Linked DNA regions of Sus scrofa: region 2 is linked to region 1. A link is a contact called in public HiChIP or PLAC-seq data. All regions are on one chromosome and are shown on one strand. Each heading gives the region's core, a stretch centred on a gene start, on an enhancer-like site or on the middle of the called end of the contact. The rest is flanking DNA. Distances are from core to core; before and after follow the strand shown. Region 1 holds the start of PPP1CC (protein phosphatase 1 catalytic subunit gamma). Region 2 overlaps CCDC63 (coiled-coil domain-containing protein 63).

Region 1 (4,953 bases), core at 1,358-3,857:
GGCAGAAAAAAAGCCAGGTGAGGGTCCATTCTTTCCTCCCGGAGCTGGTTGCTGTTCTCTGGGAGTCGTTCAGCCCTACCCTTTGAGCTCATGCCACTCTCAAGCTTGGAACCAGCTAATTCTCTCAGACATGTCCCAGCATGGCCTCTGGAGTGGAGTTGCCCAGCAGAGAATGGCGTTTGGACAGAGGCCCTGCCCATGTCCCAGTCCAGTCTGAAGTCCTCTCCAGCCTTGATGATGTCAGCAAATGTTAACACACCTCCTACTTTGTGTATGGAAGACTATGACACTCTTATTGTACATAGAGACATGTTTAGAGCATTGCATTACATCCCACATTTGTTATGTGCCTACTGCGTGCCTGAGTTGTTCAGGGTACTGGGTAATCACAGTAGGAATTTATTAAATGTGAATAAGGGCTTTGATTTCTTGACTGTCCTGAGTTCCAACCCTGGCTCTATAACTTACTAGCTGTGTGACCTTCAGCAAGTAACCTAGCCTCTCTGCTGTGTCTCACTTACTTCATCTGTAAAACGGGTGTGATAGGAATAGTACATGATTCCTAAGAGTGTATTGGGAATTCAATGAGATAGTTTTTGGCACATACAAAGAAAATGAGTGCAGTGTTTGTTCGCCTCCCCCCACCCCCAAGCACTTATCAGAAGCTGATATTTTTATTTGAGTCCTTGTTCATTGTCTGTCTGGCTTACTAGATGACTCTCCATGAGAGAAGGGCCTTGTTTTTCTTGCTCACCCCTGCATCTCCACCTAGAACAATGCCTGGCACAGAGTAGGTGCTCCATAAATATTTGTCTGCTGAATGAATCGCTGTCTTTCATACTCCTGAGCTAATTAATTGCCCTTGTGATGATGCACCTTGGAGGAGCCCAAAGTCTTGTGGACTCCTGGGAGAGCCACCCTGACCTTGACAGCCAGTTGTTCACAACAGGCACCGGGTATCAACTCTGAATGTCACCACCTGGGCTCTGTGCCCCGGGATGACAAATGACACCTGTATATCTTCTGGTAAACAGAGCTACAGCATTAGAGTGAGTTGGTGACTGGGGAAAGTGGAGTGAGCAGCTAAGTCAGGCAGAGGGAGCTGTGAAACTCAAAGCCCCAATGCCAGCAGCAGAGAGGCCACAGGTCCACGTGCAAGGAGCCTGGGCCACACCATCGCTTGAGCCCCGACGGTTGGGTTAGGGTAGGGTGGGGCACAATGATTCTGAGATTGGATGTCCCAGGGGCGCAGTCACCTCGATGGGAATTCACGCATCCTGCGTGTCTTGAGAAACAAAATTAATTTCTTGGGGGTTGGGAGTGAAAGGGCTTTGCAAACTGTGAAGCGTTGTATGAAAAAGCAGTTAAAGAAAAGGACAGGACCCAAGAGAGCAGATGTGTAGGCAAGCGCTTTCAAACCTAGCTAGAGGCGACAGGCACCCCCCGGCGGGGAGGCGGGGAGGCGGGGGGCGGGAGGGGGGGGCTGGAGAGCGATGCCCTTGGGGAGACTGGGAAGCCGAAGGAAAAGGGCCAAAGTTTCCCGGGGTATCTGCAGAAATCAGGACCCGCCCGCAAACACTTGCTCTCTTCTGGCCAAGAGCTCGGACGCGCGAAATCTGCAAATTCTCCCTTTATTTGAAGGTGAACGCTCGCTCACCTTCGTTCTGCCTAGAATCAGGGTAACCGTTCCGATGATTATATAACTTCCCGAATTCTAGAAAGATAATCCAAAGATAGGGATGATTAATTTTTTCAAGATTTTTTAAAAAAATTCCCCCAAAGTTTGAGAGCGCCCCCAAAAAAACTGTACATATAAATACCTGTAAATACAGGTGGAAATCCACCACTCAAAATGAGTAACTGTTAACATTTTTATTTATCTGAGAGACGACTTTTTTTCCTAGTTATCAAGCCTTCCCCTTACCCCCAAATCCCAGCAAATCTGACTCCAAAAAAAGTCACCCTACTTCTCTTTATTATTCTCCCTCTTCACCTCTACCCCAGATTTATGTTTAGGGGAAATTCCAGCACCCCCGGATTCCCTCCATGGGCTTTCACATGGCCAGGTCCGCAAACATCTGGCCCCAATGAACAGCGTCCTGCGGAGGCCGAATCTTTGGGCGCACAACTGCAGCTTCACCCCAGGCCACAACTCCCGCGTGCGACTTTGCAACTCACGCTCCCGCCACAGGACCTATTTGCTCAGCCCGTTTGGCGGAAGGATTCCGCGCGCGAACGCGGTTGTGCTCAACTGTCTCCTCCCCCTTCCCGCGCTCTGGCCCCGCCTCCTTCCCGAGCCCTGATCCCGCCCCCTCCCGCGTGCCCTGTGGCCCATAAAGAAGTCCCGGCCGGGCCGCTGCACTCCCCCGCGCGCATTCGTGCGCCGCCCGAGGCTGGCTAAGGAGTCGGCGGCCATTTTGTTCTTCTCGTGGTTCCAGTAGGGAGAGAGGAGGAAGCAGGGAGCGGGGCGGTTGGGGGGGACCCGCCGCGGCTTCTGCCACCGCCGCCACCACCATTTCTGTGCTCGTGGCGTGGGAAAGGAGGCGTGAATCCCGGGCGCGAGCCGGTGGCGGCGCCGCTACGGGAGGGTCGGCGGTGGGAAGGCGATGGCGGATATAGATAAACTCAACATCGACAGCATCATCCAACGGCTGCTGGAAGGTGAAGGGGGCGGCGGGCGGCTCCGGGAACTCGCGAGGGTGGGGGATTTGGGAGGCCTCTTGGGCTTGCAGCGCCGAGGGGAGTGAGCCCCACGAGTTCGCCCCCGAGCCGGGGGCTGCAGCCGGAGGGAGGCCGCCCGTGGTCCCGCTCTTGGCCTAATCCGCGGACCCTCCAGCTCCGCTCATTCATTGCACGAGGGTGCAGCCTTTCTCCTGGCCGTGAAATTTGAAAACTCCGCTCCCCACCCCCACGTTTCCGGTACGTGCCCCCCATGCGCCCCGCAACCCCGGCCAATCTTCGGAGAAGATTGGGGGGCCCCAGTCCATTCTGCAAGAAGAAATGTTCCGAACTTTCTGGTAACTCCTCCTCTCGGAAAGCAATGTGATGGGGCTATGGATCCTCCCGGGCTTGAGGACTAATTTCTTTGCTTCTCATTTTTATTTTTTGTGAGGTTGGGGTCCACTGGCCCGTTTCTTGTTACTTGGTGACGAACGTTCAAATCTCAAGAGGATGTTGAATCCCATCTCCTACTCTTCCCAAACACTTTTTTAAAGTTGTTCTTACCTTGAGGTCTCCGCGCTCTTTTCTGAACGTGCCTCCGAACCGTGCAGCCAGCAGCGGTGACAGTTTCGTTAGAATCTTTCCAGTGTGCCATTCTCTGTGTTAAGCGCTTTGCGTTCATCTGATAAATACAATCTTAGTATTAGCCAGTGTTTACTATGTGTCGGGCATTTTTGGAGCACTTTACACAGATTTCTTGTAATTCTCCCAACAGTCTTATGAGATAGGTGCTCTTTTTTTCCTATTTTTTTTTAGAGGAAACTAAGAGAAGTCACTTTACCAAGGTCACACGGTGACAGGTTTAAAACCCAGACATCCAGGAGCAAGAATTCATTCAAGTCAGCCTGTGTGTGAAGGAAGGAGGTGTCCAGTGGTTAAGCAGAGGTTAAAATAAATCTTTAATATTGGGTGACCTAAGACTCGTGAGGTGTCTGACAGTTGATTCATATTGATATGGGTGACAGATGAAGTAGGGATTTTAAGGAGGGACGCTGAAGTGAAATCATTCCCCACTACCCCCAAATTCCAGAGCCCACCTATTAATACTGATGTCTAATTCCAAACTTTGAAAGAATTCAAATCTTTCCTGATTCGGGTTCTTGATAATGTAGGTTTGGCCGAGTTTTTAACTGGTTTTTGCCTTTGTGCAGTTCTAAAATACTGCTGTAAATGTTGTGGGAGATGGAGTCGAGAGCATGAACAGTTGGTCAGCTCTGATGTTAGAGTTTGCAGATCTTTTAAGTCATTAGAATGAAACTCCTGAAAATATCTTAATCTGTGTGGGGTGTTTTCCTTTTCTAGTTTCTCAAAAGAAGAACCCATTAAATAGACCCCTAAAATGCTTCTGCCATTTGTGGGTGAAAACCCTATTTACTCAGTACTTGGCATTTATTATAAGAACAACACTTTTAATATTAATATTAAATATTAATAGAGTTCTTTGATTTATGTGAGCAGCAGTGGGTCAGAAAGATTAAAGCAGTTGGCACTAAGAACTTAGTTTTTTTTGGTTCAAAAGTTGTGAATTAACTTGTGCGTATCTATCCAGGGGTGCATGTGCCGAAAGAGTGGGCTTTATTTCATTGAGAAAGGGGGTCTGTGGATTCAAAACATTAGAATTTTAAGATAAATTCTAGGTTGCCCATGAGTCTTATATCCATATATTTTAAAGTGTGCTAAGAAATTTTCCTTGATAAACTTGGATAATCTAAAATGAGAGCAATTGTTTTTTAATGGTTTCTATATAAATATTGCACTTGAAAAACCAGGGTTTTTTTTAAATTTCATTTTTTTTTTCACTGACATTAATATAATGTTGTGTTTTAATGCCTTGGGAGTAAGCTAGCTGTTCATCAGACTTCCTTTTTTTCTCATAAATGTTAAATTGATGGAGAAACAGTGAAAAATAATCCACTGAGGATCTGTATAACATCCAAGATAGAAGATGTTGATAATAAGTTTGTGAATTTTTTTTAATGCCTCACAAAATTTTCACTTAAGATTTTAAGTATATCTGAAAATATACTTAAATTTTTAGTATTTAAGGGAGGGAATGTGAGTTTTGTGACCTTGGTAGAATTTTTTACATGTTAGTTCACTTTTAAAAAAAAGGTGGAGGACTCTACGGGCTAGTTGAGAAGTAACTCAGTAATAGCACTAAAAAAAAAAAAAAAAAAAAAAAAGACAACTCAAAAGTGAGGTCTTATTTAAGAGAACACCATGTTGGTTTTA
Region 2 (4,787 bases), core at 68-2,567, 65 kb before region 1:
CCCTGCAGGTGTCTTGGCCCATGGCATACCACCCTTAGTCTGGGGTCTCAAACTCAAGGCCCACAGGGCAAATTCAATCTGCCTTCAGTTCTGTTTAGCAGGCAGTGTTTTAAAATGTGAATATGGGTCAGCTACTCACTCTCCGGGCCCCTCCTCCCTCAATTCCCACATTTCCTGTAACTGCAGGAATTTGAGTATGCAATTCTTAGGTAGAATCTCAAAGCTGCCCACTTGTGTGTGTTGGAAAATGCTAATAAATCCAGAGGTCCAGGTCAGAGAGCACCACGAAAGCGCCTCTTGCTCCTTAGACCTCAGTCTAGCCACTACAGTATCTGGGCACACGGTAAGTTCTTGGCAGAAACGAATATTTAATTAGTTGGGATGGAGGAGGCCAACCCCTCCTCTGCTGCTGCTGAATTTAACAATCTACTCTTAAAAGAAAATCCTGACTCCTGAAGGACTTGGCAGGGCCCCTGAGACAGGCCACTGTGTGGATTATAAATGCCAAGTCTGAGAAAGGAGGCTCCTGTTGAAAAAAAAAGAAAAAAAAAAGCCCAAACAGTCTAACCTGGTAGAACATTAAACATATGTTTAGAACACTAATCATAATCATGCAGGGGTGCAGAAACACCCACAAATTTTTAAAAATTGGGATCGTTAAGGGGGAAATGGAAGTTTGTTGCACTCTCTTGGATTTATCGTACACACTGTAATTTATTTACATTTAATGGAGGGGGACCGCGATATTTTCCAAGTTTAGGGGCAGCTAAATGTCTGAAGGGGTCCGGGATGGGGGCAGCCACCACGCTTTTGCTTTCCCCAGCAGAGGGCGCTGTTGAGCAGCAGGCGCGGCTGCACGGACAGCAAAACCTACCAGAGGGAATTTGCAGGACTGCTCCCACCGAGTGTCCGACCGCTGCCGCAGCTGCCTGTCTGACGGCGCCGGGAGGGGAGTTTGCTGCACGGCTGCGCTGTACCAGCCCCCAGCCCCACGTCTGGGCGTTCTCGGACCCCTGGAACGGGCGCTTTTATGACTCGCACAGACCAGGGCGTTCTTCCCTGGAAGGTTCGGGGAAGCCGTGGGGCCCTTAAGTGGGAACCAGAGCCCCTGATGGGAAAGTTTTGCGGGGGAGGTGGGAGATACACTCCTCAGCGACCCCTCCCTCTCCCGCGATGACCTCTTACCGGACTAGCCGAACCCTCACACCACTAACTTCTCAATTAATTAATTAATTAATTAATCAAAGCTCTCCTTCCCTGACTCGGCTAACTCACGCCCCAATCCAATCGCCTTGCCATTTTCTCTGTCATTTACCCGCATATCCTCGCACCATCTTCTTACTCCCCCTCTCCCACTCACACATACAGCAACCCTGCCGGGTACATGCTTTAACCGCACTAACTCAGAGAAATCCAATTCTCCCTGTTCTGCAAAAAGAACTTGAGACAAATAACCACTGGTGCGGGGCAATTTGTCCAATTTTCTCCTCTGACCATGACTTGGGACACCCAGTCTGACCCAAATCACTTGTGACTCCTAGCGTGAGCCTTTTTCACCGGCCTAACCGAGTTTGATCGTTTAAAGATAAACATGTTTTCATGCAAATGGCCCTGAAACACAAGCCAACCACTTCCTCTGGAGCTAAACTCTAGAAGCAGCTATATTGCTGAAGGGAAATGATTGCTGAAGGGAAATGATTAGAGGTACTGGTTTTCCAGGGTAGTTTTTACCTGAGATTTCCATCTTACCTCCAAACTCTTGAGTGAGTTGTAGCTCAGCCTAGGCTCTCCATTCACTTATCCCTAAACTCTTGAGAGAAGATGTGTTTTAGAACTTACCATGGTTTTGGTTTTGGAAAGATAATGTGGTGCACAGGGAAACATGTTACCCCTGATGTTGTTGGCAGCCATGTTGTAACCATGAGGGAAGTCAGTGGGACAGATATTTTATGAATGGCATTTGGGCAACATGTCAAAATCAAACACCTTAACACTTCTGCAAGGAAGCATATGAATACTAATGAGAAGTAAAATAAAGATTATAAGCAGTCTCATGTCAGGTCTTGATGATTCACACAAAGTGTTTTGGGACAAGTGATACCAACCTCATTTTACAGATGAGGAAACTGAGGGTTGGAGAAATAAAGTGACTTTTGCAGTAAGTGGGAGAGCCAGGTTTTGAACCCTGGGCTGTCTCTAGAGATCCATGCTTTACCATAATCCTGAGTAAAACCACAGCACCAAACCTGAGAAGTTCTTCTGGAAGCTGTTATCTATCATCTCTCCGATATTTAAAGAGCTGCTCTAGCCTTCAACTCCATATATAGCCCAGTGACTCATATATTTCAAGTGTCAACGACTGAAAAATGATTGAGTTCAGTTAGGTTCAGGACTTGTTAAAAATAGGCTTTCCTCAGAAGAATTTACTCTCTCTGCCTTTATGGGCACAGATCTCAGCAGCCTCCACGCAGAGAAGTGCAAGGCTTTTTAAATTAGAACATGCCAGAGTCAATTCTGCTAAAGGGATCTTCAGTTCCATCAGCGGGGCTTGGAGCAGAGAGAGATGCCAGCTTGCCAAAATGATGAGCCAGCGGTGAGAAATGTTGGCAATAGCGAGTCTACAGAATGGAGGAGGAAATTAGAATTGGGCTGCACAAGGGCTGGGCAAAGGCATTTGGCCTCAGACCATGAAATTGACTGTCCAAGTGACTCTTTGAAAACAAGGATCAGAAACCCACCTGAAATAATGCAAAATGACTTTTTTTTTTTCCTCTCCAGCATCTGTTCCCCCTTCTTCCTAACAGATCCCAGTTTGTTCAGGTAGCAATCCCTCTCCCTTTCAGCCTACATGACCAGGAGAAATTGATTTTCACACACATCTCCAGGATAGATCTCAATTACTCTTAATGCATTACAGCCATCCCATCCTCCTTGCCAATGATTGGACCTTTAACCTAATTTTAAGCCAGTCTGTGCATAGCATTCTCCTAGAGACTGCAACTGGTCCAGGAATAGGCATGTAACTGATAGTGGCCTTCTCAGACAGAAAGGAAGAACTTACAGTCCAGAGTTGGAGGGGAGATGCTTTTTTCTAGCTCCATGGATGGGAACAAGGAAGTATGTCGCCCCTGTTGCTGTTGGCAGCTCTCCTGTAACCATAAGGGAAGGCAGTGTGAGATCAAAGCCAGCATATTGTGGAGGGAAGAGCCTAGAGAAAATTGTAGAACGGTGTAACTGGAACTCTGATCACACGATACCTGAAATCCACCTTGGCTCTGCACTTCTTGTTTAAAAAAAATCAATACATCTTATTGTTTAAGCCAATCTAGATTTCTAGTACTTGCAGCCAAAAGTATGCTCAATTATATGAATATCATGGTTATTGCATGTAAGCTGGAGGCAGATCTCCATGAGGAACAAGAACCAAGAACTAGAAAGCTGTCAGAAATTAAGGCAGCTCTTCTCTCTAGCTCTCTCTTTGGAATTACCTGGTTTCTCAACCTAGCCTCTTTTTTTTTTTTTTTTTTTTTTTTTTTTGTCCTTTTAAGGCTGAATGCATGGCATATGGAGGTTCCCACGCTAGGGGTCAAATCCGAGCTGGTAGCCGCTGCCCTACGCCACAGCCATAGCAATGCCAGATCCTAGCCACGTCTGTGACCTACACCATCTGGCAATGCCGGATCCTTAACCCACTTAGCAAGGTCAGGGATCAAACCTGTGTCCTCATGGATACTAGTCAGATTCGTTTCTGCTGAGCCACGACGGGAACTCCCCTGGCCTCTTATTTTTAAAGATAAATTTCTCTTCCACTCATCTTGTTTCTTATGATCTCCCACTTTGAAGCTCAGTTTAAAAGAAATCAATGTCTTCTTAATCTCAGCTTCCCAGGAAAGAGAATCCAGTTCGGCTAGTCTAGATTTGATGTCCACTGTTGGCTTAATGACATGGGCCAGGGGGCTACTATCAGGTGGCACAATAGCTGCTCCACAGGGACTATAAAGATACTCCTCAAAAAAAGGTGAGGGCAAGGTCATATAGTGGAAAGAACACTGGACCAGGTGTTAAGATAGACATTAGTCCTCCTCTGCCACTGATTTGCTGTGTGCTCTTAGGAAAGTCACTTGACCTCTCTGAGCCTTAATTGCCTCAGGCTGCAAGGACCCAATTGAGAACTTTAAAGCCTGAAAAGATTGTAAACTGTTCCTCCCACCTATGGAATGGAAAATAAAAACAATACTGGTCCATAAGATAAGGGTCAGGCCCTCTGACAGCATTCTGATTTCTATGATGCTTTTTAAATTGAAATAACAAATCAGATGGGGGGGGGGGAAATACTTCCAGCTGTCCCTGCTTCACTGGTGCCCTTGGTGCTGCTTTTGTTCATCTTTGGGGAATTCAGCAAAGCTACCCACTCCAGCTCTGCTTCACCATCTTCAGCCCTGCTGAGTGGTCTAATCTCCACATTGGTGGCATATGGTCCTTTCTGCTATGGTTCATTGGATGACAAGAGAACCCCTCACCTAGGTTAGACCTATCAGAGCTTCCTTCCCAGGAAAGAGAATTTGGACACAAAATTCCCTGGGAGACCAAAGACTGATTAAGAGGTTTTGAGTGTCAGGGACTGTGTGAAGTCAGCCATTTTTCCCCCAAGTATAGGCACTGCTGGGAGGCGGCACACACACAGTCATTCCCTCACATCTTCCTCACGAATAAAACCCTGATTTGTGTTCCAGAATTGAGTGGAGAATCCTGAATCTCATAGAAGTGAGCCTGCCCAAGATCCTGGG

The links. HiChIP or PLAC-seq counts read pairs in DNA pulled down with a chosen protein or histone mark.
Region 2: an H3K27ac HiChIP or PLAC-seq map of alveolar macrophages shows a contact between it and region 1. The contact joins the enhancer-like site here to the promoter of PPP1CC in region 1. A contact is called at or near these places in 1 of 5 promoter capture datasets (liver), 17 of 47 Hi-C or Micro-C datasets (alveolar macrophages, blood, brain and 10 more) and 2 of 2 datasets of contacts at active chromatin or transcription factors (alveolar macrophages and skeletal muscle).

The regions. Positions count from the first base shown.
Region 1 is chr14:32,088,921-32,093,873 of Sscrofa11.1, reverse strand. It overlaps PPP1CC (protein phosphatase 1 catalytic subunit gamma), which reads left to right and starts at 2,607. Exons shown (of 7, transcript NM_001044560.1): 1 at 2,607-2,661. The coding sequence starts at 2,607.
Region 2 is chr14:32,153,066-32,157,852 of Sscrofa11.1, reverse strand. CCDC63 (coiled-coil domain-containing protein 63) reads right to left here. Exons shown (of 13, transcript XM_021072528.1): 2 at 3,062-3,149. Among named protein-coding and RNA genes, the nearest start is that of CCDC63, 15 kb to the right of the region's middle. Within about 2 kb of position 1,317, at least 32 of the 83 cell types and tissues checked have an H3K27ac peak or open chromatin away from gene starts, as enhancers often do. A contact at or near this core is called in alveolar macrophages, liver, omental adipose tissue and 3 more, where this site is marked.